6 separate regions of the Mus musculus genome follow, and regions 2, 3, 4, 5 and 6 are each linked to region 1. Evidence: chromatin contacts called from public ChIA-PET, HiChIP or PLAC-seq and promoter capture Hi-C data. All regions are on one chromosome and are shown on one strand. The core of a region is the stretch at or near the end of the contact, and the rest is flanking DNA. Distances in the headings are between cores, read along the strand shown.

Evidence for each region. Promoter capture Hi-C pulls out the DNA fragments that hold promoters and counts their contacts. ChIA-PET counts read pairs in DNA pulled down with a chosen protein or histone mark. HiChIP or PLAC-seq counts read pairs in DNA pulled down with a chosen protein or histone mark.
Region 2: a promoter capture Hi-C map of liver shows a contact between it and region 1, with 3 times the contacts expected there. The contact joins the promoter of Thtpa here to the promoter of Khnyn in region 1. A contact is called at or near these places in 7 of 39 promoter capture datasets (the 3T3-L1 cell line, the C10 cell line, the HPC-7 cell line and 4 more), 3 of 484 Hi-C or Micro-C datasets (B cells, CD4 T cells and retina), 5 of 115 datasets of contacts at active chromatin or transcription factors (bone marrow-derived macrophages, embryonic stem cells, large pre-B cells and 2 more) and 1 of 9 other capture datasets (adipose tissue).
Region 3: a promoter capture Hi-C map of frontonasal cranial neural crest shows a contact between it and region 1. The contact joins the promoter of Slc22a17 here to the promoter of Khnyn in region 1. A contact is called at or near these places in 5 of 39 promoter capture datasets (cranial neural crest, frontonasal cranial neural crest, liver and 2 more).
Region 4: an H3K4me3 HiChIP or PLAC-seq map of bone marrow-derived macrophages shows a contact between it and region 1, with 4 times the contacts expected there. The contact joins the promoter of Cenpj here to the promoter of Khnyn in region 1. A contact is called at or near these places in 1 of 39 promoter capture datasets (neural stem cells), 1 of 484 Hi-C or Micro-C datasets (neutrophils), 3 of 115 datasets of contacts at active chromatin or transcription factors (bone marrow-derived macrophages, memory CD8 T cells and pancreatic cancer cells) and 1 of 9 other capture datasets (liver).
Region 5: a contact with region 1 is called in an RNA polymerase II ChIA-PET map of memory CD8 T cells, with 11 read pairs. The contact joins the promoter of Ngdn here to the promoter of Khnyn in region 1. A contact is called at or near these places in 3 of 39 promoter capture datasets (liver, maxillary cranial neural crest and pre-B cells), 2 of 115 datasets of contacts at active chromatin or transcription factors (large pre-B cells and memory CD8 T cells) and 1 of 9 other capture datasets (adipose tissue).
Region 6: a contact with region 1 is called in a promoter capture Hi-C map of second pharyngeal arch cranial neural crest. The contact joins the promoter of Jph4 here to the promoter of Khnyn in region 1. A contact is called at or near these places in 11 of 39 promoter capture datasets (3T3-L1-derived adipocytes, the C10 cell line, the HPC-7 cell line and 8 more) and 2 of 484 Hi-C or Micro-C datasets (cerebellum and retina).

Annotation. Positions count from the first base shown.
Region 1 is chr14:55,881,987-55,886,842 of GRCm38.p6, forward strand. Khnyn (KH and NYN domain containing) reads left to right here and starts at 2,956. Exons shown (of 8, transcript NM_027143.3): 1 at 2,956-3,156; 2 at 3,788-4,005; 3 at 4,506-4,856. The coding sequence starts at 3,805. Cbln3 (cerebellin 3 precursor protein) reads right to left here and starts at 2,270. Exons shown (of 3, transcript NM_019820.3): 1 at 1,926-2,270; 2 at 1,481-1,600; 3 at 1-1,191. The coding sequence starts at 2,201. The coding sequence ends at 994.
Region 2 is chr14:55,093,510-55,097,919 of GRCm38.p6, forward strand. Thtpa (thiamine triphosphatase) reads left to right here and starts at 1,275. Exons shown (of 2, transcript NM_153083.5): 1 at 1,275-2,497; 2 at 3,871-4,410. The coding sequence starts at 1,951. The coding sequence ends at 3,998.
Region 3 is chr14:54,911,664-54,916,292 of GRCm38.p6, forward strand. It overlaps Slc22a17 (solute carrier family 22 (organic cation transporter), member 17), which reads right to left and starts at 1,469. Exons shown (of 10, transcript NM_001360406.1): 1 at 1,204-1,469; 2 at 579-1,070; 3 at 386-489. The coding sequence starts at 845.
Region 4 is chr14:56,568,921-56,573,825 of GRCm38.p6, forward strand. It overlaps Cenpj (centromere protein J), which reads right to left and starts at 2,926. Exons shown (of 17, transcript NM_001014996.2): 1 at 2,818-2,926.
Region 5 is chr14:55,014,123-55,018,910 of GRCm38.p6, forward strand. It overlaps Ngdn (neuroguidin, EIF4E binding protein), which reads left to right and starts at 1,332. Exons shown (of 11, transcript NM_026890.2): 1 at 1,332-1,466; 2 at 2,047-2,106; 3 at 2,944-3,015. The coding sequence starts at 1,455.
Region 6 is chr14:55,115,650-55,120,109 of GRCm38.p6, forward strand. It overlaps Jph4 (junctophilin 4), which reads right to left and starts at 1,286. Exons shown (of 6, transcript NM_177049.5): 1 at 342-1,286.

The DNA of each region.
Region 1 (4,856 bases), core at 1,706-4,205:
GAGTCATGGACTCCCAGGTAACAGGAGACCTTAAAAGAAGAGTAAGACAGTAGTAGAAGTAGAGGAAGAACGATGCGTTTGGGGGGGGGAGCAGACTACAGGGAAATTAGCTGGGAGACAGCTGGAGGAACTACATGTCGATCAAGAGTAGGGAGTGACTGAAATTCAGATTTCCAAGGTGGGGCAGTTCTAGGAGGTGGCTGAGGGAGAGGACATGTGGTTACTGATGACTCATTCGTGACCTTTGACTCTGCCTCCAGGTCTGTATACCTGCTCTAGTTTCCCCTATTAGCCAGAGCAAACACACACACACACACACCCAAGCCTCTGGTCAGGCAATGAGGGCCAGAGTCCATTGGGACCTGGCACAGATGGACGGCAGGATTCCTGCCTTCTGACTGTCCCAGTTTACCTGCAGAATGTTTACATGTTCAGGGTAGGCACATGGCCCCATCCTGTCTCTCCAGCTACGGATGCTCTGTGGCCTTCCCCACACTGCTTTTTTGTGGTTGAGCTGTCAGCCCTGTTCACAGGGTGCTGGCCGAGAGCTCTCATTGCTGGCATTCCTCACAGGATGGAGCCCGCAGGTACTATGAGGCTGGTCCATCTGGGCCCCTGTGGGAGCCTGTCAAGCTTACCTGCGCCACCTGTCACCAAATAGCGCTGAGCAGGAAGCTGGGGTGGAGAACAGGAGGAGTGGAGTCTGTGAAGAAGTGCAAGCTTCCCTCTTAGCAAACCCTGCCTTAAACTGGAGCTGCGGAGGGGCAGGAGGGGCAGCAGGAGACTGGGAGGGCGACCTGAGTGAGGCGTTTTGTCTAGAGGTTCCGTAGCTCTGCTCTGCTCCTAGCCTTGGGTGTTTAACTATGATCTCATGCAAGGAGGTGGGCCGTAGGCAGCCTGGAGGGGGCCTTTCTCTTGCTCCAAAGATACTTTGTTTCTGGGGCAGGGAAGGGCAGAAAGATGCTAGACATCTCCGTTTAAAGGCTTGGGTCCTCAGAGTGGGAAGATGAGGAAGCCTGAGAAGCTCGAATACTTCCAGCCACCCAGAAGATTCCCCCGACGCAGGCGCAGGGACACACGGTCCCCCGGGTCCAGGGGAAGCAGCACAGAGCTTGTGGCTGCCTCTCGGGTCACATCAGGGTCATTTGCAAAGGCTGAGATGACCGGCCATGTGTTCAGCATCAGACTCACCTGGGGAGGGGAGCCCAGTTAGCATCTATGTCCTAGTCCTTAGCTCAGGACACCCCGCCCCCCATCCTCCCAAGAGTTTTCTTTTGGGAACTTGAGGGTCAGTGGGCTCTCCAGTGAGCACTGAGGGGTGGCCAGTGTTGGGTTCTGTACATCTGCCATACCCTGCTAGCCTTTCCTCCCTTGCTCCTGGTCCCTGGGATACAGGTCCAACAGAAGGGCTATCCAGGGATGTGCTGCGGTCCACTATGACCCTCCCTTCCCCCCGGAGGTGGACTGGCACTTAGGTCACCTGGACAGTTTGGCGGTTGTACACCTTGACCACGTGGAATCGGAAGCTGTAGACTCCACGGACAGGGGCCACGAAGCAGCCCGAGGTCCGATCAAAGCCCTCGCCCTCATTGACCAGTACCTGTGGGGAAGCAGATTGTGTTGAGAGGGATTCTGGGTGCCGGGAGCTCAGGAGCATCACTGGGTTGGCATTTGTGCAGTGGGTGAGGAGAGAAGGGGTGGCAAACGGGTGTGACAGGAATGTGTAGAGTCAAAAACTATGAGGAAGGGCTACGGTGCTGTGTGTATGAATGAAAGAAGGCCAACCAACGGTCAGTGGCCATCTTAGAGGAAGGTGGTGCAAGAGATGCAGGTAATGGTTTCCTTGGAGTCCGAGGGATGCAAAGGGGCTTGGACAGTAGAGTCCAGGTCCTTGCATGTCTTCCGGACAGAGGCAGAGGGATTACCTGGTCGAAGTAGATGGCACCACTGGTACCGTTGCCGGTTTCTCCTGCTGGTTCATGGTGATGGCTTCGGACTGCAGCAAACGCCACTCGTCCTGGGGGTGCCTCTCCCAGGGCTGCACCCCCAGGTCCTCCTGCAGTAGGTCGGCCTGGCTCACAGACCACCAGGCACTCCCCCTCCAGTAGGACAGGCTCTGACCCTTCTTGAGCCCACCCAGCCTCCAGGGTCAGAAGCACCAGGGCCAAGGACAGCTTGGGTTTGTGCCATTCCGTCCCCATCCTTGCTAGGTGCCTCTGTAACTCACAGATTTTCCTGTCTTCTGTCCCCTTGGCTCTCCCCCCTCTGCTTCAAGGCTTCAGTACTCCTGCCCTGCTCTGCTGTCCTCTGTGAGTCTGGCACCTAGCCCGGGCACTCCCCTCCCTGTATCTTTTTGTGTCCCACAGCTCTGCCTGGCCTTACTACTGCTGTCTCTGCGGATCCCTCCTCCTTGGCAGAGCATGGAGTGACAGCAGTTGGGCCCTGGGAGGGAGAAGAGGAATGGAGAGAGGATATGAGGGCTCTAGCCACACAAGGGTGTGTACACACACACACACACACACACACACACACACGAAACAAAATTTCTTCAATTCCTTTCTCATCTTCTCCTTTTCAGTCTTTCTCCATGGGGTTTTCCTTATTGTGGCAAGGTGTGTGTCCTCATCTCCCCCCCCTTCCCCCCCTACTCCCCCAACTCTATCTACTTGGTGAAAGTGCTTGTGTCAAGGGCAGGATTCTCTTGTGACTCTGGACCAGTCACTTCTCTTGGAACCATCAACTGCAGAACTCCCAAGGACCCCAGGAACTGGAGGCGAACGTGAGAGTTGGCAGGAGGCGTTGGGGGTGGGGTGAGTGTCTGTGACCCGGTAGGCCCCGCAGGGGATGTGGAGGGCGGGTCGCTCGGCAGCAGGACAGCAGGCCGAGCCGGGGAGGAGGAGCGCAGCCCTGCCCCGAGCCCTGGCCAGTGCGGCCCTAGCGGGGGAGGAGCCGAGCTGGCTCCGCCCCGGGCCGGAAAGTGACTCCAAAGCCACAACGCGTTGTTGACGAGAGAAGTCTAGGTTGGGTGAAGGATCCGAGAAGGCCCTCCCAGATTCGGGCTCCCAGCCCCAGGCCCCTGGGGCGCGGGAGAAACGCGGGCCCCTCCTCCCCCGCCGCGGGCACCTAGAGGAGCGGGCGGAACTCGCGGCTTTGGCGGTAGGCGTCCCCCTTCCGGGCGATCGGGAGCTGAAGGCCGTGGCGGGAGGGTGGTCGGGCTGGGGGCGGCCGCCGCAGGCTGTGGGAGGGCGGGCTATGCCCCTGGGCCCCGGGTGGGATGCTTGACAGTGGACAAACGAGGAGGGGGGGCGGGGGCGGGGAGGTGGGAGTGGTTAGTGAAGGAATAAGGCGGATAGGGGAAACCCCCACCCCAGGACTACACTGTTAGAGCCTCTGGCGCGTATTCATTTCCCAAGAGGCCCTCCTCTACTCAAAAAATCCGAGACCTCTCAGCTCTGGGACTCTTTCCTCAAACCACCCACTTCTTGTGACCCTCAAAATGAGCTGGAGGCCCTCTCAACTCGTCCCTTCTCAGGGCGGTGGTCATCAGTTTTCTCTGGCCAGTCGCCCACCCCAGCTAGCCCTGTTTAAGAAGGGCTTACTCTCAGGGAGAGGCCTGTGTATAGATGATTTTCTATATTCTCCACCCGCGAGGTGGACTTGCTATCTCCTGGGGTTGTTTACCAGTTCTGTCACTAGGTGCGACCTGTTGATTGTTGGATGTATGCCATGTGATTAGGATTTGGGTTGAAGGGAGACAGAGACTTTGAGATTGCCTCTGCCCTTCCAGGACTCCAGGTAGAAGCCATGTCTACTTGGGGGTTTGCCTCCCCGACTCCCGACCGCTTTGCGGTGTCTGCGGAGGCCGAGGACAAGGTTCGGGAGCAGCAGACTCGCTTGGAGCGTATCTTCAACGTGGGAATGAGCGTCCTCTCCAAAGACTGCCCAGAGAATCCTCATATCTGGTTGCAGCTTGAGGGCCCCAAGGAGAACGTCTGCAGAGCCAAGGTGAAGTCCTCTTCCTTTTAGGGCTGCTACAAAGCCTTTTAGGACGCTGCCCCTCCCGAGGCCGAGTCGGAGGAGGGACTGGGAAATGCCTCTTGGCAATCTTATTGGCTGCCTCTCTCTTGAGCTTTGAGGAACTCAGCAAACCTTTTTATTTAGAATTTTGGTTTCACTTCTGCTGTGCTGCCTAGGTTCTTCAGGCTTTAGAACCAAATCACTTCATGCTCTTGGAGATAGTAAGGTAATCCCCTCTGTACAGGTGGGCCTTGCCAGGGAATTCCCTGGGGTTGAGAGGGGGCCGGCCACTTTTTCCCCCCTTTGCACCCAAGGCCAATAGGCTCCATCACTTGACAGCCCTCTGGTCTGTTCTTACATTTCCATAGGTCTACAGTGTGAATAGAAACAGTATCTACTTAGATGATGTAATAGCTTGAAGCTCAGGGAGAGCAGTGAATCTGAAAGGGATGGCTTCTAGAAGTTTCCTCTCTGACCTCCCTATCTAGGAATACCTGAAGGGGCTCTGCAGCCCAGAACTACAGAGTGAGATCCACTACCCACCCAGACTGCACTGCATCTTTCTGGGAGCCCACGGTTTCTTCCTTGACTGCCTGGCCTGGAGCACATCTGCCCACCTGGTGCCTCTGCTTCCTGGCTCTCTGATGATCAGTGGCCTAACCGAGGCGTTTGTGATGGCCCAGAGCCGGGTGGAGGAGTTAGTGCAACGGCTGAGCTGGGACCTTCAGCTACAGTCTTGTCCCGGAGCCCCTGACAATGGCGGAGTGCTGAGAGACTTCTCTGCCCTGCTGCAGACTAGGGAGGATGCCTACACAGAGGCCCTGCTGCGGCTGCCCCTG
Region 2 (4,410 bases), core at 25-2,524, 790 kb before region 1:
GAGGACGGACGGGTGAGGTTTGGGCTAATGAGAAGAGATGGGGTCTCGGACTTGTTCCCTCCCCACTCAGATCCTTGGCTTTACTTTTCAGTCTTGTTGAAGCACTGGTATTTTCTGTGTTCTATAAGATCCAACCCATAGACCAGAAGCAGGAGTTTGTTTAATGCCTTCCTAAGCTCAAAATGCCATGTCTGTAAGTGCCAAGTTCCCATGATGCTCCCTGCCTGTCTCACTCTTGGCCCAGGAGGGGCTGTAAGTCAGTCTGTAGCTCAGGCTCTCCGCAAGCTGTCACCTCTTGCCTCAGCTTCCCCGATGGTGGGAAACCAGCAGCAGCACAGCACTCTGCCTGTCTACTGCTCGTACTCCCAACAATGCCACCTCCGCGACTGTTGAACTGAGTCTGCCACTCACTCATGGCTTTTCAACCCGCCACTCAATTGCACTTCAAGCCATCGTCAGCTTAGATACTGGCTAGGTGCTGTAGCTAGTTTCTGGGCTTTTACCCAGGCGGTTATTCCCACCTAGGTCTCCAGAAATCCCACCATATTCATTCATTCATTCATTCATTCATTCATTCATTCTCTCTCATACACTCTCATGTACCAGTATTTTGTCTGTAGTACAGTACAGGAGGATGCCAGAAGAGGGCGTAAGAACCCCGCTGTAACTGGAGTTAAAGAGGTTGCCACCTGCGCTTTAAGTGCTGGGAAGGTAATCCCAGCTCTGTAAGCACAGCAAGTGTACTTAAGTGCTGAGCATCCATCACTCCAGCTGTCCCATTACATCTCTAATTCACATTCAAAACATCACTTCCTCCATTGACAGAAAGTTTCCCATTTATCCTCTCGAAAATCCCAGGATAGAGGTAAGGGCATGGCAGCTCACACAGGTAACCCAGCACTCACTCGAAGAGGAATGAGGAGTTCCAGGTCAAATTGGGTTACATGAGATCCTTGTGTCAAAACAACAAGAAGCAACAAAAGACAAAACAACTATAAAAAATATTCCAAGTGACCACTGAATTACTCCACTAACCATTACAACTCCCCACTTAGTGGGGAGCCATAGCTTGTGTTTTATCAGTCGCATTCACTGTCTACACTGGGAGGGGTTGGGAACTACTCTTCCCGTTCGCCACCCCCAAAAGCCTTCCTGTAGAGCTTGAGGTAGAGTCCCGCTTGCTGAAACTAATTCTGATTTCCTTAGTGATCGGTGGGCAGGAAAGGTGAGGTGGTCCTTTGGAAACTACATCTCCCATCATGCACCAGGCCCAGGATGCCAGGCTCACGCTAAGGCTCGAGATCTTGGCCGATTCCTGGGCTCCAGGAAAAATGCAGGATGAACAGCGGGCAAGAGGAAGCTCTCTCTTCTCTTGCCCACCGGGTTGGGTCGCACGTAACCTAACAGACCTCTCAGGCCTAGCTTGTCATCGGCACCGCCACACCGGTCTAATATGGCCGCTAGTGCTGGGACCGGTCTCGCGCGTAAAGAGCCTGGACTAAGGTCCGGAGCCGGAGACCGCTCCCGGCATTCCTCGCGGGTGTAGCGTGGGCACCCTTCCCCCACTTCCGGGTCCCGGGAGAAGGAGACCCTGGGGTCTTGAAGAGTGTCCCGAGGTACCGCTGTTTGGTGCTAGGCGAAGAATGGCAGATCATCCTGGGCAGTGAATCACTGGCCTTGGGTAGCAAGGTGTAGCGAGAAGATAGGTCATCAGCATTACGGCCTGTTTGCTAGGGAGCCTTTTGGGTTATCAGTAGTAGGATTTAACTGGAGACTTGTCACCATTGTTGCAGCCCGCAGAGACCTCCAAGTAGAGCCCTGTGAACCTGGAGCAGAGCTCTGGGACAGTGTATATGCATCTTAAATTGATCCAGGACTAGTCCGTCTTTGCTGACTAGTCCTCACCTTGAGCACTCAGTGAATACCTGGCAAACAGGGTTGCAGGTTAATATGGCCCAGGGCTTGATTGAAGTGGAGCGAAAGTTCGCTCCAGGGCCTGACACGGAGGAAAGGCTGCAGGAGTTGGGGGCCACCCTGGAGCACCGGGTCACCTTCCGAGACACATACTATGATACCTCTGAGTTAAGCCTTATGCTGTCTGACCACTGGCTGCGACAACGAGAAGGTAGTGGATGGGAGCTCAAATGTCCTGGAGTAACAGGTGTCTCAGGACCTCACAATGAGTATGTGGAAGTCACATCGGAAGCTGCGATTGTGGCCCAGCTCTTTGAACTGCTCGGGTCTGGGGAGCAGAAGCCTGCAGGTGTGGCTGCTGTCCTGGGCTCGCTGAAGCTGCAGGAGGTGGCTAGTTTTATTACTACGCGAAGCTCCTGGAAGCTGGCCTTATCTGGAGCCCATGGACAGGAGCCTCAGCTCACAATAGACTTGGATTCAGCGGACTTCGGCTATGCTGTGGGTGAGGTAGAGGCCATGGTGCACGAGAAGGCTGAAGTCCCGGCTGCCCTAGAGAAGATCATCACCGTCAGTAGCATGCTTGGTGAGGGAGACAGGTCTTTGTGTGCGCAGCATGGTGGGGGAGGGAGGCAGGCCCTTCTATGCTCAGGAACATGGTGGGTGAGGAAGACAGGCAGGCCCTTTGGGCTGTCCTTTTTTCTCACTTAACCTCACTGCAGGTCCTTACTGAGCCATAGAGGAGTGGAGGGAAATCATTTTTGTAAGGAAAATTGGTTTTTTGTTTTGTTTTGTTTTTTCGAGTCAGGGTTTCTCTGTGTAGCCCTGGCTGTCCTGGAACTCACTCTGTAGATCAGGCTGGCCTCGAACTCAGAAACCCGCCTGCCTCTGCTTCCCAAGTGCTGGGATTAAAGGCATGTGGCACCTTTTAATTATGTGCTTTTGTTTTTTGTTTTTTGTAGAGATTTTCTTGAAAATCTAATTTGTTTACACTTTGATAAGAATCCTTTCCAATTCTTTAGTAGCTAATTTGGATTTTATTCTTCCCGGTTCCCAATCTTCATCCTGGTTATCACTTAATTCTCCTAGTTCTATTTATTAGGTCTCTGCTTTGATCCTTCCCACAAACTTCTCTTTTCTCTTTCAACTTCCTACATGGTTATTATTCCCTTGGCTCTTTCTGTGGTCTTCTATGTAGCCCAGGAAAGGCCTTAAGCTTGTGGCATTACAGGTGTAGGTAGCCACACCTCGTTGTCCATGCTTTTGGCTGAGCATGACACTGGTATGGGGGGCGGGGGCAGTGGTGAACTCTTTGTCAGATGTTTCTGTTTCCATGCCTAGTTCTGAAATAGCTCATCTGCACACTTCTGAGATTGTGCACTGCACTGGGCCTGACAGCCCTGGAGGGCTGAGCCTCCTTGGAGACCACCCGTGGAGTTTCCCTGCTGTGGGTCAGCAGGCTGCTGTCCATTAGCGATGTGTGCATCAGGCCGTTAGAGTTGAGGTTCTGTGAACGCCACTCGCCACTCCACAGCCCCTGCTTTCCTCTGTTTCCCATAGCACTTGGTTATCTTCTGTACTCCGCTGCCTGTGCTCCATTACCAAGCTAATGAGCTTTGGCTTGCCTAGATGGGCTTGAATCTTGATTGGGAGAAAGCGGTAATAAATGAAGTGAGTTGGCTCCCCTGTCTCCGTGGCACAGGATGCTTCTCTACCATTTCTCATTGCTGGAGGAGAGGCGCTTGGGTGGCTTTCCAGCCACACAACCCGAGTGGGTTTTTGCAGGGAGGTTTTCACTTCTGCAGGGAATGGGTGGGTTGGAGAAACTGCCCTGATGGCCTCTGGATTTTTAGTACTGCCTTGCAGACTTTGGAGTCCTGGCTGGGTAGGCAGGGAACAGAACCGAAGCATGTCCGAGGGCTCCACCTGCTTCTTTCCTCATTGTCCTCTTGCCCGCAGGAGTGCCAGCACAGGAGGAGGCACCAGCCAAGCTCATGGTATACCTACAGCGCTTCAGGCCTCTGGACTATCAGCGCCTGCTAGAAGCAGCCAGTTCTGGTGAGGCCACAGGGGACTCAGCATCCTGACAACAGCGTTCACTTTCCAAAAGGGAAGGTAACTCTGAAGCCGCCATTCACATCCGGACCCACGGTGCTCCTTTCCCTTACAACGGAGCCACTTTCCCCTCCAGCTCTGCCTGGTCTTTCGCCCACTCTGAGCTATCCTTCCTGGAGCCCTCCCTGGCTGCTTCCCTCATCCGTCAGATGCAATCTGTGGGCCGCCCCTCTCCCCTGGCCGCTAAGCAGCCTCCATTGATTTCCGCTCGTGTTTATAGGATTTCCACTTAGCCGTGATCAGTAGTTAAGCACAGGAAAATCCCTTGCCACCCCCCCCTCCCTTGGTCGATGCCATTGATTCTGCCAGAGGCTCTGAAGCCGCCTTACAGCTGAGTTAGAGATGAGGGGAAACAGCGGGGATTTCCCTGCCCTGGGGTGTAGG
Region 3 (4,629 bases), core at 219-2,718, 970 kb before region 1:
TTATTAGCCAGTGAAGATGAATCTGGGATTGTAAGGGCAACGAGAGGGAGATGGAACATGTAATGTGGAGGCCAGGTTTTTGTTGAAGAATCGATTAACGTTTGAGATGAAGCCTCTCCACTGTCTCATGGATACAGATCTTCTGATAGTGACTGGGTCACGAGTGTGTGGTCATTTCCTTGTGTGGAAGTGGGTATAGAATGTGTATTTCTTGATGGGGCGAGGAAACAGTAGTTACACAGGAGTCCAGAGGAGGCTGCCGAGGATAGACAACGGGACCATCCGCGTCCTCTTGCAAACCCAGCAGCTCAGGGTTTGTTCAAACCCTAGCTCTGTCTGCAACCCTTCTTTTTTCTATCTGCCCTACCCCCCACAACATCCTCACCTGTCCGCGGGGTAACCGAGGAACAGGTAGCCGGAGGCAAAGCCCAAGATGAAGAGGATCTGCTCCAGGATCACCTGCCAGCCCAGGTCACACACCAGATCCCACTGGGGACGTGAGAGTGGTGCAGTCGCATGAGGCAGGGTCCTCGATGCCCTGGCCCGCTCCCACTCCAGGTCCCGCCCGGCCGCCTCACCTGGCCGATGGCATTGGTGGTGAGCACGGGCAGTCCGTTATAGTCCCAGTCCTTCAGGCAGTGGTTGAAGTCTGGTGGGGCGAAGCCACTGCACGAGGGGTCCGTACTGGTGACGACTCCGCTGGCGGCGCTGGCTGCTAGGGCCGCGCCGGCGACACTGACGCCGCTGGAGTTGGGGGGCTGCTCCCAGCCCGAAGCGTTGGGGGGCAAGGCGCCGTAGTGGCAGTGCAGCGGGGGCGCCAGCGTGAAGATGGGGTCTGAGGCCATGCCCAGCGCCACGAAAAGCACGGGCAGGCAGCACAGGCCGAGCTGCAGCTGCTGGCCGCCACCCAGGGCCCCCACCTGGGCGAGCAGAGCCTCGAAGCTGAGGGGTCCCGGGGGCGCGGCCAGCGACAGGCTGCTGCCCAGCGCGTCGCCCTCCCCCTCCCGCCGGCGCTCCCGCTCACCCTGCAGCTGCTCGGGGGGGACCGCATCTCCGAGGCTCCCGACCTGCTGCGGCGAGGGGTGGGGGAGAGAAGGTGAGGCGGGGGAGGCCGCGGGCACGCGGGGACCGCGGGTGGGAGGCCGGGCGCGCAGCACGGGCGGGGAAAGGTCGCCCGAGGCCCCCCGGGGCGCAGACACTTACTCCATTGGAGCCGGGGGCGATCTCCACGGCGCTGTCGATTTTGTTGCCGCCCCCGCCATTGGGCTCGGGGGTCCCGGTGGCTACTCGGGGAGCCAGCTTGCCGACCGCTGGGGCCCTATGGGCCGCGCCGAGAGAATGAGCTGCTGTCTGGCTGGGCTAGGTGCGGAGAGCTAGGACGCAGAGGGCCGGGAGACCCCGCTCTGCAGCTCTGCAGCCGCGGGCGCCTCCTCCGTCTCTACGGTCTCTGCGCTGCTTTCCCCTCCCCTTCCTCCAGACTCTCCTCCCCTTCCCACGTCAGCAGAACCTGGGTCCAGACTGTTCGTCAGAGATAAAGGGGGGCCAAGGCCCCCCGTTGAAGGATGGGCTGGGGTCTCCATCGTTTGTTTCTTGGGAGCTGCAGGCCATTGCGGTTTAAAAAAAAAAAGTGAAGGATATAGCGGGGACAAGCGCCTGAGATGCCTCCTTATTCCAGTTCTTCCCTGTCACTCGTTCATCCTTCCATTCTCCACCCTTTCACATTAATTTTATCGATACAATTTAGTAAGTGCCTACTGTATCCCAGGCAGTGTGCGAAGGATTAAAGGATGGACAAAATGCCCTTAGAGGTGGTTTCTAGGGGAGTGTGGTTTATGCAGATGGACGAATCCGTTGGCACCCTGCTTCTGCTCTTTAGCTTCCATTCTCTTCAGGGGAACAAGTCTCTGCGTTTCCCCACACCGAACTCGGTTGGATCACCATTTTCCAGCAACGTTTGGCACTGCTGACCACCTTCTAACCTTCCTCCCTTGACTGCCAAGTCTCACCTTGTGGCTTTTTTCTCCTGTCCATTTTCTCCATGGCAGTCACATGTTCCTTCTCCTGTTCAGCGTTATGTGTACCTTACCATCTCATGCCTTTACCTCCGCACTATTTGTATTAGACACCGTCGACCCAGACAAGACACAACTGCTTCCTGTTCCCACCTCTTCTTAGAGTCCCAAGTCGGTGAAGCAACCTCTTGGGAGCCCACATAAGCGTGAATGTCTCATAGAGGCCTCAAGAGAACAATCATGCAACACCCTCTCCATTAATCTGGGTATCTTCGAATGCTTCCCTCTTTGAAACAACGGTGCCTTCACCATCCACCGATGGTGAGGTCCGATGTTCGGTGTGTGCCCTTGGAATGCCTTCATCTCATGTCAAGACCCTTATAAAACTCTTCCTACTCTGCTACTCCACAGTCCTCTCACTCAGGGTGGACTGACTGGTGTGCAGAGGCCACTCTGCTTCTCTCCATGTTACTTGTGATGCAGATGGATCCATCTTTTTTTTTTATAATGCAGATGTTTCATTTTTTTAAAAATGTATTACTGTGCAAGTACATGATGCGTGTGTGTAGGTATGCAGGCCATGCTGTGTTTGTTGGAGGTCAGAGGCTAACTTGACAGTTCCTGTCTTCCATCTTTTCAAGGGTTCTGGAGAAAAGAGTGATTTCCAGGCCTGTATGGTGAACCACCTTGTCAGAACTCCAAATGAAGGTCTGATTTGGTCTCTTTCTTGCTCAACTGCCTTCAATAACTTCTCTTTCCAAGAAAAATACTCTAGACAATGCCACACCTGGGCCGACATGCCAGGTCACATGATCTCTACATGCCTGGTCACATGCTCTCTGTAGCCACATTCCACCCTCCCCACACTCTTCACTCCGACCACCTGGCTGGCCCTCTTTATTTTCCCAGCATCCGAGGGCCTTTGCAGGAGCTGGTTCCTAGGCCAAAGGCTTCTCCTGTAAGGTTCTTTCAACCTTTGGCTGTCAGTTCAAGCATCTTTGCCTCAGAGAAATCTTTCCTGAGCCCAACTTGCTATTCAAAGTGTGACTGATGGCCCCACCGCATCCGTACCACTTGAGAGGTTGCTAAAAAATGCACGAATCTTGGCCTCATCCAGACCCTTGAACCATAATTTTCAACTAGATACCCAGACATATATAGGTATTAGAACTAGGTACTTTCATGGGTATTCCTCTTAGGAATGTAGTACTTGGTAGGTATTTCACCCTCAACCCCAGGTAAACCGAGGAAGGAGTACCAAGCCTCAGGAATCTTTCATTTCTCCTATGAATGCCATGGAAGTCCGAGCCAGACTCACTGCTCCGTTACTTCCTCTGTTCAGAAAATTTCCAAATACAGTTCTTCTCTAATGCAAGTGCCCTCAGAACCCCCGACCCCACCCCACCCTACCCCCGTGTCTCTTTGTCTCTTTCAGAATTACTGTCTCTTATAGCCTGAACTCCCTGGAACTAGTTGGTCTCCATCCTTCTCTTTATCCTGGAATATTTCCGTAACTTTTTTGCTTCATGAGACATGGTCTCACTATGTTGACCAGGCACAAAAATCCACCTGTCTCTGCTTCCAAGGGCTGGGATTGAAGATGTGTGGTAGCCCAGCTTACGAATTCTTTAGTTTAAGCATTTTCTTGCTTTCAAAAGCCCTGTAAGACCATTCTGATCACTCTCATGCTAAAGCTAAAGACAAGAGTGACTGGAGTGTCTTACATGCAGAGAAGAACTGACACATCTACTATCTGAACTGAAGACTCCAAGTTAAGGGTTCATTCTGGAAAGCTTATCCAGAAGACAGGAATGCCCTTCAATGTCTAGGGGTGAATTTGTTGGCCCCCGAATCTGAAAATGTTTTCCTTCAGGTACGATTAGAAAGGTGCTCAATCTTATTTTTTTTTCCAAGACAGGATTTCTCTGTGTAGCCCTGGCTGTCCTGAAACTCACCCTGTAGACCAGGCTGGCCTCGAACTTAGAAATCCGCCTGCCTCTACCTCCCGAGTGCTGGGATTAAAGGCGTGCGCCACCAGCACCCAGCTAGGTGCTCAATCTTGAAGAGGCAAAAAGCATAGGGGTGCCAAGATCCAAAGTTTACGACTGAAACTTGACGTTCCCTGGTGCTATTAAGCCAGGGTCTTGGGGAAACAAAACCAAAGTGGTGGTTACCTTCTTGCCGTTAATGGCTAGACTGAACATCATTTAAGCCACGGGCTGTCATCTCAGCAATGTCCCGAGGACTTCTAACCTGTTGCATTCATCTGCACTCTCAGCTTCTAAAAGTGACAGGAGTCTGGGAAAGGGTCCCTGAACAGCCAGCAGCGAGCGGCCTTTTGCTTGGCTACAGGTGGCCTGAGAGGGGGAACGATGGACCAAGGTTAGCTTTCTGGTTGGGATGCTCTTGAAAGAGGTACCTTTGAGGCTGTTGTGGTTAAATCCTCCACATCTGCAGTTATTTAATGACATTGTGTGACAACGAAGTCTGCAAACACTAGCCTCGGACCCTTCTTGGTTCTTTTGTCCCATGGCATGATCTCCCAGCCTTCCTGACCAAGACTCCTTCTCCAGCTGCTCCCTTCCCCTAGTCCCGTCATGTCACCCACTGAGTCCCA
Region 4 (4,905 bases), core at 1,676-4,175, 690 kb after region 1:
AGAAACTGAGACAAGCAGACTACCATGAGGTCCAGACCAACCTGGATTACACTGCTAATTCCAGGCTAGCTGCACTACAGAGTGAGACCATCTCAAAAAAGAAACCCATAAGGAGCTGGAAAGATGGCTCAGTGCTTAAGAGTTCTACCTACTCTTCCATAAAACCCAAGTTGTGTTCTTGGCACCCACGTGAAACAGTTCACAACCACCTGTAACTCCAGGGAACATGATGCCCACCTCTGACCTCTGCCAGCACCTGCACCCGTGTGGCATACATTCATTACATTTACACAATTAAAACCTTAAGGAAGTGATGCAAGACATACCATGAACCACAAAGTACAGAGCAAGAGCAAATGTAGTATAGGAAATGTAGACGGGCTGGAGAGATGGCTCAGTGGTTAAGAGCATTTACTGCTCTTACAGAGGATCTGAGTTAAGTCTCAGAACCAACACAGTGCCTCAAAGCCATCCAGAACTCCAGCTGCTGGGGATTCAACACCTTCCCCTGCTCACGGAGGGCACTGGGCACACAAATGGTGCACAAGCATAAAGTAAACTAGCGAAGCGGAGAAAAATGGAATTATAAAGTTGAGAATGGCAGATACCCAGTGTGGGGGTTAGTTCTTGTCACTGAAGATAATGGGACCTCACCTGAGGAATTGCCTCCATCAGACTGGCCATCAAGTTGCTTTCCTTAGGCATGCTGTTGGGGGCATTTTTTTTGATTAATGACTAGTGTGGGAGGGCCCAGCCACTGTGGGCGATGCCTCTCATAAGCAGGTGGGTTGGGTCATATAAGAAAGCAAACCATGAAGCAAGCTAGCAAGCATTACTCTGCCATGGTTTCTGCATCAGTTCCTGCCTCAAGCTCCTGCCCTGGCTTCTCTGGATGATAGGCCACAACATGTAAGCTGAAATAAACTCCAAGTTGTTTTCAGTTAGTTGTTTTCTACCATAACAAGGAGAGCCAAACTAGAGCACCTAGAAAGATAGGGGCTGGTTCTTACTGAGAAAGGGCTCCAGCCTGCAGGGAGTATATACACTGCATCATACACTTAAGAGTAGCACGCGCAGGGCGTGGTGGCACACATCTTTAATCCCAGGACTTGGGAGGCAGAGGCAGGTGGATTTCTGAGTTCGAAGCCAGCCTGGTCTACAAAGTGAGTTCTAGGACAGCCAGGGCTACACAGAGAAACCCTGTCTCGAAAAACAAAAACAAAAAAACAAAAAAGAGTAGCACGCATTAACTAGCTATCCAGTAACTGTTAATTCCTGAATAGTAATTTCCTTGTAATCTGTTGTAAGAAAGATAATCCTAATTGTTTTTACATTAGGAACCTACCTGTAAAGGCAAGGAAGGGAGTTTTCAGTTAACCTTGGTTAAATTTCAACATCCTTAGTAAAAAAAAAAAAAAAAATGTTTAAATCAAACATGGGGTCTCACAAGCATAATGCCAGCACTGAGGAAGGAAGCTGGTCATCACAGGGGTGAGGCCGGTCTGGATACATAGCAAGTCCCAAAGACAGTGTGAGTGTAAAGTGAGAGACTGTCTTTAAAACAAAACAAAAGCAAGAAAACCCAGAGCTGGAGAGATGGCTCACAGTGGGTAAAGTGCAAACTGTACACGCCTGGCGATCAGAGCTGGTCCCGGAACCCACATAAAGGTGAAAGGAGACACTGACTCTACAAAGTTGTCCCCTGCCCTCCACACATGCAGAACATGCATGAAATCCAACACATATCATGTACACAACAATATTTGTAAAAGGTAATCTTAAAACTAAATAAATCTTAATTTAGACAGTAAACAAGCTGCAAAGAAAGTCACTCTGTAATGTGAAAATCGTCAACAATTCCCTGTTAGACTGAGCAAAGTGTAATAATGGTTTAGGGCAGCATCTTAACATCGTCTTCACACACACACACACACACACACACACACACACACACACACACCTTTTTTTAAAAAGCACTAAAACTTCCATACCTTTGCTACAAGTCCATTACTGTGGTCCTAAAACTATACGTACTGCCAGTTTTAAGTATTGAAATACTGATTCACAGTTGGGTATTGATGATACACACCTATAATACAGTGTTTGAGGTGGAAGGCTAGCTTGGGCTACATAACAAGCCCTTGTCTAAAGAACGCCAAAAATTTTCCCCTAAATTTGTTTTTTATTACTTATACGAAGGCCTAGGTAAACTACAAATAATAGACTGTCTAGGACAGTATGTTATGTAAACTCAGATATTAAAATCTGAGGTACAACACCACCTGCTTATGAAGTTGTAGTCATTACCGTAAGTTAATTGTACGTAAAGCTGCCTTTAAAAAAAAATCGACTAATTGAAAGCTTTGACATCTTTCTGTTCAAAACATAAATTATCTGCACTGGAGAAGGAGGAAGTTACGAGGAGACAATTCAGACCTTGATTGAGGAAGATACGAGGAGACAATTCAGACCCTGAAAACTTTCAGCTGACAGGTCCGCCTCCCCTGAAACACAACTCTTCTTGAAAGCAACAAAGCTTTTGGAGAAGCCGAGATAAGGCCTCCTGAAAGACTGCAAGCGGCGCCACTGCACCCGGCCCGGCGAGCGTGTCGCCCGGAACAGAAACACGCACCCCGGCCGACCCCCTTGAGGACCGATCCCCCGGGTGCTCGGAAGAACAAAGCGGGCTTAAGCCCCGGAACCACCGCCGCCCGCGGGCGCCAAGCCCTCCGCGCCATGCCAGCCCCAAAGCCCAAGCTGGCCTCTCAGGAACCGGGCGGCGGACGGGCTTCTCCGCTCCTTCCGCCCATCAGTTACCGTTCTTCGAAGAAACAGCTGTTCAGACCGCTCCGACCAGCGATAGTCACCACTTAGCTGGCCCGGCATTTACGAATGAGCCGCCACAACCATCGCTGCAGCCAGAGCCCCGCCTCCTGGACCGGCCCCGCCCAACTCTGGTCCAGTGACTCCTGGGAAATGTAGTTCCTACAGTCCGTGTGAGCTTGCGCGCAGGCGCCTCGGACACATGCAAACTACAACTCCCAGCAACACCGCCATAAACGTTGCTAGGGGATGCTCTATGCGCGCTCTTTTGCGGCGGGCACTGGTCAACAGCTGTTGTTCTGAAGTCAACCGATTGAGATCTGACCCCTGCGGTAACAGAGAGCGTACTCCATTGTGCCAGGAACACAGAGATTCAAACCGAATCTAAAAGACGACAGGTTTGGGAGAGTTTCGTCGTCTTCGCTTTTCTCTTTGAATGGGTTTGATTTAATAAAGACCTGTTTAAAACAAAAAAGTGACATTGGTAGGACGAATAAGTGAAGATAACCGTGGAAAAATTTACTCCGGAAATAATCATCTATTATGTGGCTAGTCGATGGCTGCACAAAGTGTGTGCATTCAGTGTTTAAATTATATGGAATATTGAAAGTGCAGATATTAAAATTATATATGGAATGTTGAGCGCAGATTTCACTGTTTATTTGTTTTGCCACCAGAGGGGTTCCAAAATACAGACATGACCCTTTAATCTAGGATGCTACAACACTTCAAGCTACCACAGTTTTTAGACTAGGTTTGAACAATATTGTAAACTAACATCTGTTTTTTAAATATATAATTTTACTATTTTATTTTTACTTTATGTGCAAGCATATTTTGCCTTCATGTTAGTATGTGCCCTGACGTGTGTCTGGTGCCTGTAGAGGTCATAGGGGCCATCTGATCCCATGATCCCATGGAACTAGAGCTACAGATGTTTGTGAGCTACCATGTAGGAGCTGGAAACTGAACCCAATCTTGGGAGAGAGAACAGCAAATGCCCATAACCACTAGGCCATCCCATTTTCTCTTCTCCGGTTGATCAAATGCTTGCCTAGTATGTTCTATCCTCAGCACTGTATAATCCAAAATTGGTGACCAGTCTCTCAGGTGGGGAAGGTGAATCAGAAATTCAAGGTCACCCTCCAATATAGAGTAAGTTAGAGGCCAGTATGTTAACATGAGATTCTATATAAAAAGGTCATCAAGAAGAATTGCCCTTTATACTAATTAGTTCAAATAAATCAATATTATTAAAGATAATTAAAATTTTGTACAGACACCTCAAACATGGAGACGGGAAAAGTTTTTGTTTTGCTTTGTTTTGTTAGGTTACATCATAGATGAAAAAGCCAAAGTTCAAAACTACCAAGATCACACACCTAAAATGTTGACAAGAGAATGGAGCTCAGTGGGTAGCAAAGACCTTGCCTGCTGTACCAGAGGCTGAGTTCCATCCACTGCCCTAAGCTGATTAGTCAGTAAATTAATAACTTAAGATGCTGAATGAGGGTTCAAATGGTCTTCTTTTGGCCTGAAACCATGCCCAAAAATCATTTTCTTAAAATGTGTGTCTTTGACAATAATCACAATATTCTCTACTATTTCTGCCTACATTTTATTTGGTATAGTATGTTATGCCACATTGCTTGTTGTCTGAATAAACAAATTTTATCACACTCATCCTTTCTCTCTCTCTCTCTCTCTCTCTCTCTCTCTCTCTCTCCCTTTCTCTCTCTCTCTCTCCTAGTTTTCTTGCCTTCACTTCCCAAAGTATGTGCCACAAAGCATGTCTCCACATTCAAGTTTAAAGTAGCTATTAAGATTTTAATAAAGGGCTGGAGAGATGGCTCAGCGGTTAAGAGCACTGACTGCCCTTCTGAAGGTCCTGAGTTCAAATACCAGCAACAACCATCTGTAATGAGATCTGATGCCCTCTTCTGGGGTGTCTGAAGACAGCTACAGTGTACTTACATATAATAATAAATAAATCTTTAAAAAAGATTTAATATGGAAGTTATCACCTGGAACCTACATACCTATATTTTAAAAGTAGAGTATAATGATCCAATCACTTGGGCA
Region 5 (4,788 bases), core at 82-2,581, 870 kb before region 1:
AGTGCTCTGCGCCTCCCAATGAACCTTAAACAGCAAATAAATATCACAGGCAAACCCTCTGTCCCATTTTATGTAGTTCCCAAATAGGTAGAAACTAGAATGTTTCACCCAGAATTCAAGATAGAAAAAGGATTACTCTTTTTTGCTTAAAAAAAAAAAACAAAAAACAAAAAACAAAAAAACAATCACTTTTATGTATGCCTATGTCTGTATATAGGGAAGTCAGAAGGAACTAAAATTCCCCTGGGGCTGGAGTTAAAGGTAGTTGTGAGCTGTCTTGTCTGGGTGCTGGGAATGGAACGTTGGTCATCTGCAAGAATAATATGTGCTCTTGGCCACTGACTGAGCCATCGCTCCAGCCCCGTTTTCATTTTGTTTATTGAGATGGGATCTCACAATGTAGACCAGACTGGCTTGAAACTCATGGAGCTCTGCTTGTCTCTTGACTAAAGAGATCTGGGATTAAAGGCCAAAGCTACACTTTGGATTTCCCGGCTCAGGTCTGCTCTTCTGTTGCGCGAGGAAACTCCGAGCCAGGAGGACCTTTCTAGCGCTGTATTGTGTAATGCAGACGGAGAGTGGGAGTTATAACTCCCACCTAATCCTCCAGCCCGTGAGAGGCGAGGGAGTGGGCGTGTTGGAAGATACTGAGAAAAGATGACGGGGACAAAGGAAATATGCACAGCCAGGGTTTTAACCACGTTCTGCGGTGGACGAGTGGAGCAGTGAGAAAGGCACGCAGGTTGAGCCGGTTCCTCGCCTGTCGATTTTTCCCTCGAGAGGAATGCAGGGCGCAATGCGGCCTTTGCGCAGAGTCCTAGGCGTGCACGGGGAGGGTTGGCCGGTGATGCGGCCGACGGTTTCTGAACCTTGGGTTCCCGCTCCTCCATCCCAACCATCCAAATTACGGATGAAAAGGGCTCCACTGTTGTTCAAGGACAGTCACAGAACCAGGAAAGGCGCACTTGGAAGTCCTGGGGCCAATGGCGGCCCAGCAACCCTGCCGCATCAGAGAACGGACGGAAGCCGCCACCCTGCGGTCTGTTTTGGCACTACACGGAAAACGCCGTGGAAAGACTGTCTCTGCGGCATCTGGGAGCCAATGAGCTCTCGGGCTGCATAACTAATTTCTTTTTTCTACTGGTTGCACTAGCTGTCAATCAATAATCTGCACAATATTTATTGGAATTAGCATCCATCATTCTCTGTAAATCACGAATCACATGCTTCTGTCCCCGCCCACCTTTACGCCTTAAGAACGCCTCTGCGTTTGACACATTCAGGGAGTTTCTTTATTTCATTGGCTAGGTGAGGTCCCGCCTCTCCGATTAGCGGAAATGAAAGATCTCTTACTTCCATTGGCTGAAATTTGCAAACTGTGATTGTCTATCAAAACTATGAACTCACGCTAGCTCCTAGGAAGTTCGGGCCCGGAAAGGGTGGGCTTTGCGAAGATGGCGGCTCCGGTGAGTTCTGTCTCCTTGCTTCTTCCCGGAAAGGAAGGAATCTGTGAAAGTTTCCTTTCGCCTCCACGGATCGAGGCAAACCGTTGGCACCATGGATGATGAGAGTGATGAGAGTTGTCTCAGGGATGCGCTCACTCTGACACAGCGGTATCGTATGTCAGATGAGAGGGAGGGTCAGACGCTGCAGGTTGGCTGGTTCCGGACAGGAGGCTAACCCCAAATTACTCTTCAGAATGAGCTTTGTAGGGAGAGTCTCGTGACCATGGCGGGCGGTGACCCGGCCTTAAGGTGGGACAATGTTCCGAGCAGAGCTAGCGTCACATGTACAATGTGGCTGGGGCAAAGGCAGCCGTAAAGTTTGGCGATGAAATCTCCGGTCTTTTCCAGTAAATTGGGGGGGGTGTGGTGGGAGGAGACTGGCTGTGTGCCGAGGCTGCCTGCCCCTGTGCGGGGGGAAAACGACCCAAAAGTCGCGACTGTTTTGAAGGAAAGGAGGGAGTTTGATAGGCAGTACGTTCTGCAATCATCATCGCCTAAAGTAAGAAATTGATCACCTTTAACTGTCCCCTCCTATCTGTAGGAGGTGCTGGAGTCAGACGTGTCAAGTTCGATAACACTTTTGAAAAACCTCCAGGAGCAGGTGAGTATGTATGTCTTTTAGAATAAATCAGTCAGGGATTAACTTTGACTTCATAAGTCTCATCCACACACTTTGATGATTCGAATACTACAAAATTATCTTAGGTGTAAAATAAAAGCCTTATATGCGCTTCATGAAAGTTCAAAATAATTCATTCAGCTCCCAAAGAAATACAGAAAGCTGTTTTTCCCCCATTCACTTACTTATTTATTTATTTTATTTAGTCACTTTACATTCCGATTGCAGCCACCCCCCAGAAAACTTTTTTTAAGTTATACCCAAACTCCTTTATTTAAATAATAACTAAGAAAACAGATGTTGACAATCTGTCAAAATAGTGGCTATAAGTGCCACTTAATATGCATTTACATAGTAAGTTCTAGTGGTACAGATAAAATTACACTCCTTGGCCTGTTTATGGTGCACACCTTTAAACCCAGCACTTAGGAGGCAGAGGCAGGTGGATCTCTGTGAGTTCAAGGTCAGCTTGGAGTGTATAGTGAGTTCCAGAACAACCTGGGCTTCATAGACAAACCCTATCTCAAAAAACAAAAACAACCCCACAAACAACAAAAGTCACAGCCCTCATCGCCACTGTCGGGCTCCTCACCCCCTTCACTTGGTTTCTTAATGACCCCCTCCCTCATCTTTAGACAGCACCATGACGATGTTTTCTCTGCCTCTTGGAGAACTGTTGGAAACGCTCAGTTCAGTGGTGTTCAGCAACAGCGTTTCAGATCATTTTTTAGGCGGCATTATCTAGTATTTATCCTTCACTGTTCATAGACATTACTTGTGGTCGGGTGAGCTATTCGGGTTTAACTTGGCTAATTTCAGGTGATGGCTGTCACTGCACAAATCCAAGCACTGACGACAAAAGTTCGAGCTGGAACGTATTCTACAGAGAAGGTAAGGGCTCCTGCACAGGCTGGAGGGCCAGCTCCGTGGTTACGTCACCCGTCCAGGTGACGTAACCACTTGGATCCCAGCACTCGTGTCTACATGACCCACAATTCTAGCTCGGGCATCCCATACACATGTGCCGTGTGAATGTACATACACATAAATAACTGTAAATCTTAAGGGGGGGGTACTTGAAGAGGGAGGACCTCCTCATATGATGTGCTTGCTGGTTTGGTTTGGTTTTTACTGTAGGTTTGTTATGTGGTGTATGTCCTAAGAGTTAGAGCTTCATCTAAAAGGGGTAATGTGTGGGTTCTGTACAGGAGTCTGGCAAGAATTGCAGACCAGAAGACTAGATAGGAGTAGTGGCAGTCATTTTACAGAAGTCAGGAGGAGTGATATGCCAGCCAAGCAGAGTCAAAAAAAAGGTACCTCAGAGAAAGCAGTGGGGTTTGAGAGTAGCTATGTGCCTGAGATACTCACCATTGAATGCTGTGGGGGAGTAGGTGGTTTTGTGGATGTTGTGGTGTGTGTGTGTGTGTGTGTGTGTGTGTGTGTGTGTGTGTGTGTGGTGTGGTGTGTGGGTAAGACGTAAGAATGGAGTCGTCACTTTGAGCAGCCATGTAGGACAGCCGAGGAGTTGCTCTTTTGTTTCTTACAGTCTTAGATGATGTCAGTTTGGACCGTGGTGACGACTTTATATACAGAAGTCCCCAGCTTCGTTTCCTGTCACTTCAGTTACCTGAGATTAACATCAGTCTGAAAATACTGAATGTAAAGTTTCAGTTACACCTCCTAAGTTTAAAATAATTTATTTTAGAATATAATTGAGGTATTTGATATTGCTAGTTGTTGTCAATCTCTTACACTTGGTTGTAAATGAAGGTTTATTATTTGCATAAATGATTGGGAAGAACAGTGTATATAGGATTCAGTGCTCTGCCATTGCAAACATTCATTGGCACTTTTGGAATGCATCACTTGCGGATAAAAATGCCACTAATCTGTGATGAGAACCCATTGACTGAAAGATGCATCCGAATTTGAGACACCACACTGTGAAGATGATGTATCTGAAAATGAGATGTGGGAGCTTCCGCTCTTCCTTGGACCTTTTTTCCCTCCTCGTTCTGGTTTGCTTGTTTGTTTGTTTAGACATGAGCCTGCTATGAAACATGGATTAGCTTTGAACTTGTGACCTTACTTCTCCACCTTTCAAGTGCTGGATTTTAGATTCTCTGATGTGCAGTGAAATAGGCTAGCTTTCAAATTAAAATTTAAAGAAAAAAATCAAAAATTTATAGAACTTCTTTGGGGATTATTAGTGTCAGTAGATGCCAACCCTTGCCTGCTTTACTGGCGTGAACTGGAAAGCTCTGCTGGGCCTTTGAAACAGTCTCTCTATGTCACCCTGACTGGCCTTGAACTTACAATGATCCTCCTGCCTTCACCTCTTCATTTCTAAGATTACAGGCACAAACTGTCTTGTTTATTGTTTGTTTTGAAACAGGGTCTCACCATGTAGCTCTGGCTGTCCTGGAATTCACTGTGTAGACCAGGCTGGCCTTGAGCATGTGCCACAATACCCAGCCCAAGAGAATATTTAAACAGAATATTTCATGGGTAAATGAAAATATAAAAATCATGTAGTGTGTCAGTAAGGATGAGTGATTTTTTTTTTTAAAGCATGGGAGCAAAGCAGATTTTTATATTTTTAGAATAACAAACATTTTAAATAATCTTTTTTTAAAGATGTATTTATTTATGTATGTGAGTACA
Region 6 (4,460 bases), core at 36-2,535, 770 kb before region 1:
CGCCTCCCGGGACTTGGGGTCCCAGCGCTGATCCCGAGTCCTACTTTTCCAACCCAGAACCCCAGAGTGTGGAGCGTGGATGGCAGTTGGAGGTGGGGGACCTGGGAGGGGCCAGGGCAGGGTCTTCCGACACCTGCTTTCCTGGCGATTTGGACCCCTCTGCCTGGATTCTTTGGCTCCGCTAGCAAACCCGGGTGCGGGGGAGGCAAGGGGGTAAAAATGTAGCTAGCTAGAAAGCCGGCCCCAGGTGGGCCGATGGTAGAATGGGGATGTTGGGGGTGGGGTGGGGGATGAGGGTAGGGATGGGCAGACTGGCGAAAGGGAGGGGACAGGTTACTCACCATGTGTGCTGGGGCTCAGGCTGCCTCCCAGGCGCAGTTTCCATGGCAGGGTCCCTCCACTCACACCTCACCAGGACAAGCCAAGCCCCCTTCCCTTCCGGAGAGACTGCTACAACCCAGAGAAGGAAGGTGGGGGAGCTATGGGAGAGTCCCTTTTCCTCGGCTGAAGGTGCAGGCTAGTGTGGGGGGTGAGGTAGTGGCAGGGTGGAGGGGATGAGAATAAGTGTAGGGGGAAAAAAATCTGTCTTGAACGGAGACAGCGAAGAGGAGCTGGGGGCTGGATGGGAAAGGGGAGGGGGCTATCAAGAAGGGGTGTTTTTATTTTTTTCTTCTTATGGTTGGGAGAGGAAAAAAAAAATCAAAATTCCAATTCCATCCCAGCACAAATCAATGTTTGCTCCAAACCCAGCATCAAGGGGGAGGCTGGGCCAGGCAGATTTAAAGGGGCAGAGAGAAGCGGAGAGGAGAGGGTGGGGAGAGAGTCAGTGGCAGTGGGGGTGGTGCGAGGATGCTCAGGCAGAAAAAAAGGGGGTTCGCTACCCCTGAGGTGAGGGAGAAGGCAGGCGGAGAGGAGAATGGAAGGCTCAGAGACCCCCACGGTGGAAAGAAACCGTGGCATGCAGGCAGGGAGTGGAGTGAGGTGGAGGGAGGGGAGGGGAGAGGAGCTAGGGGGAGGAGTCTTAAGATGGGGAGGCAGGGGGAGGCCAGAGCCAGGCGGGGGAGGAGAGATGCTGGGGAGACCGGGAGTGCGAGAGGAATACAAAGAATGAGGTGCAGGGGTGAGAGCTATGGCAGGGGGAGATATAGCCGGCATGGGAGATGGCGAGGGAGACCCATTCCAGGACTCTTGAGAGATAGCTAGGGAGAGAAGTCAAGGGTGGAGGGAAGGAGGGGAGCAGAATCACATAGGGAGAAGAAGAGAGCGAAATAAGGCTCGCGACGAGCGGGAGAAAGCTCTGCAGAGAAAGGGCAGGCATGAGAATAGAAATCCCGGCAGGAAGAGCCCACATGGAGACAGGAGGTCCGGAAGTGGTGTTTATGAGGACCCTGGGGAGAGGGATGAACCTGCCAGCTGCTTGGCCGGAAGCCAGGAGGCATTTGAACGTGGATACCTCTGCCCATTCAGCTCAAACTCCTCCACCAGACAGCGCCCACCCTGTCACAGTTTTAGAGGTAGCTTGAGATGGGGCCCTGTCTGGAGGCCCCACTAAGCTAATGCACACAATATTCCGCGGACACCAACAGTTTGTCTAGGATGGGCCCTCTGAAGGGAGTGTTGGTATGTTCATTAAGGGGGCTCAAATTTGAGGAGGCCACCAAGATCTTAGGGCTCTGGAGTCTTCTCTTTCACAACACAGCAAATTACACAAGTTTGCTTGAGCAGGCTTTTGCTGTGGCCCCTTAAGCCCATCATCGACCTCTTCGAGTCCACTCTCCAGATTGACAGCACAAGTAGACCACACAGGTATTCACGTACTGCATTCCCTCCCTTCTCAGCTTCCTCTGGCCTGCCCCTGCGTGTTTACAGGGAAGGAGGCACCAGTGTGCTCAATTGCCTTTCTTTCCCCATAGGACCTAGTCCCCGCTGCCCACCCCTCATCCCCACACCTGATTTAAAGAGATCCAGAGCCCCGAGGGGGAAGTCATTCACCAAGGGGCACACTGGCAAAGTTGGCAAAGCTAGAAGTAGAACACTAAACGCAGACTTTTATTTTTGTTGGTGTTGGGAACGGAATTCTGGTTCTTGGGATAAAGCGCGTGCTCTATCACTGGGCTCTAGCTGGCAGCTTGGTGTCTTTCGAGCCCTTCAGTTCTTCCAGATGTCTGTGCTTGGGAGCATCCCCTAAAGTCAGGGTTACATTGGGTACTTTGGTAAAATAAAGAGTATGAAGATCGAAATAAACAGGGATTTCTCTTGTACACACACACACAGGCACATGTGTGTGCATACTACACACTATGTATATATTAGTGGGGTGGTGGTGTGTGCATGTGTCAGAGAGAGAGAGAGAGAGAGAGAGAGAGAGAGAGAGAGAGAGAGATATCAGAGGAAGTCCTTGTCTTCTGTCTTGTTGAGATAGCTCTTGTCTCCTCTGTGTAATGTACTCCAGGCTAGTTGGCCTGATCCTCTTGTGGACTCCCATCTTTCCTTAGGAGTGCTAGGCTTAGATGTGGGCCACTGCATCTGGCTTCTCACCTAGGATCCATGGATTGAGCTCAGGCTGTAGGCTTGTGTGTCTGCTGAGCTATATCCCTAAATCACATTGTGTTTTTCTAGAAGTTTCTCCAGGGCAGAGACTACTCTTTTTTTTTTTTTTTTTTTTAAAACAGGGTCTCATTATGTTCCCCAGGCTCCTCCTTCATCCTCCCCGAGTGCTGGGATTACAGGCACAGCCACCTTAACATCATACTCAGCAGGGAACCACATATTTAAAGCACTTTTGAGAACAAAGCAGGGTAGCCATCAGGTACTGGGGATGTGTAGCTTAGTAGGAGAGCATGTGCCTAGGATGTGCAAGGCCCCCAGTTCAATCTCCAGTACCAAAACCAACCATCACCAACAAAAATCCCAGAGTCCATTTGGGGTCCACTTAATACAGGATAGTTGGTTCATATATTCATTCATTCATTTCTCATTAGACATCTACATCTTTACTGGTGAAGTCCTGAGAAAGTCTTGTAATATATGGGACACACAGCCCTGGCTGTGCTCCTCCCCCATTTCTCTGAGGGAGCTAGCCTTTTGGCCTGTCCCTAATGGTTGCTACAGTCATCTCTTTCAGAATAGGGACACTTGTTATTTTTATTGTTTTCTTTCTTTCTCTCTCTCTTTCTTTCTTTCTTTCTTTCTTTCTTTCTTTCTTTCTTTCCTTCTTTCTTTCTTTTTTTCTCTTTTTCTTTTTGAGACTGAACTGGTTTGTTTTGTCACAATTTACAAATGTAAAAGTGTCATGGAGAGAGGAACTGGTGTTAGCTGGAGCTAGGTTCTGTGCTTGGCACTCTGTCTGCATTAGCTCATCGGTCCCCACACCAACTGTAACTGAGCAGTCTAGGCCGGGAGCCAACACTGGCCTTCCTAAACTGACAAAGCAGAGCACATTACCTGATGTGTCTGAGCTGTAGCTGGCCTGTCTCTACAATGGGGATATTACAGCGCAGCAAGGGCTGAAGTGACTATATGAACAGTACAAACGATAATATACAGAGAAAAAACCATTTAGTATGGTGCTCTCCCAGTGCATTGTAAATGCCCAACAAATGGTGGCTTCAAAACTAACTTGGTATTATTTCAGTTTTATAATCTGGATCTAGAAGTTACTTAACATGCTAATGTGTAACAGCCCTTAGAACTCCACGTATGTCAGATTCCCAACTTAGTAAGTGTGTTTCTCATTGCTAAGATAAAGTACCCAACACAAGGAACTTAGTGGAAGAAGGGTCTCCCCTGCCTCACAGTCTGAGGGTCAAATCCATCATGGTGGGAAAGGCATGGAGGCTGATAACCACTCTCTGGGATTAGCTGGGGAGCAGAGGAAACAGAAGTTCTCAGGTTGCCTCCTCCTTTAGAGTCATGCTAAGAGGCAAGCCTGTGGCTGTGGTGCCACCCACACTCAAAGCGGGCTTTCCCTCTTCAGTCTCTGGAAAAAGCCTTATAGACCCATCCAGAGGTGTGTTTCCATGGAGATTCTAAATCCTGTCAAGTTGACAAAATTATCCATGCTCTAACAAATGCATTGGGGGAAAGTAAGACAGCTGTTGTAGACTTGTGAAAGTCAGACACAATATCAAGAAGAAAATAAGAATTCCTGTAGTCTCCTGTGTAATAAACACCTTAATTTATTTTCTTTTGCAAATCTATTTATTTTTACGTTTTGTGTATGAGTGCTGAATTGAGTCTATGCACCAGGTGCTTGTAGAGCCCAAGAAGGCCAGAAGAGGGCACTGTGTGCTTTGGAACTGGAGTCACGGCTGGGTGCTGGGAATTGAACCCAGATCTTGTGAAAGAGCAGCCAATGCCCTTAACTGCTGAGCTGTCTATACAGCCCCCTTTAATTTCATATAATATCTTCTCTATAGCTTTTATTTAACAGGTTGTTAAGTTATACTTAACCTGTACTT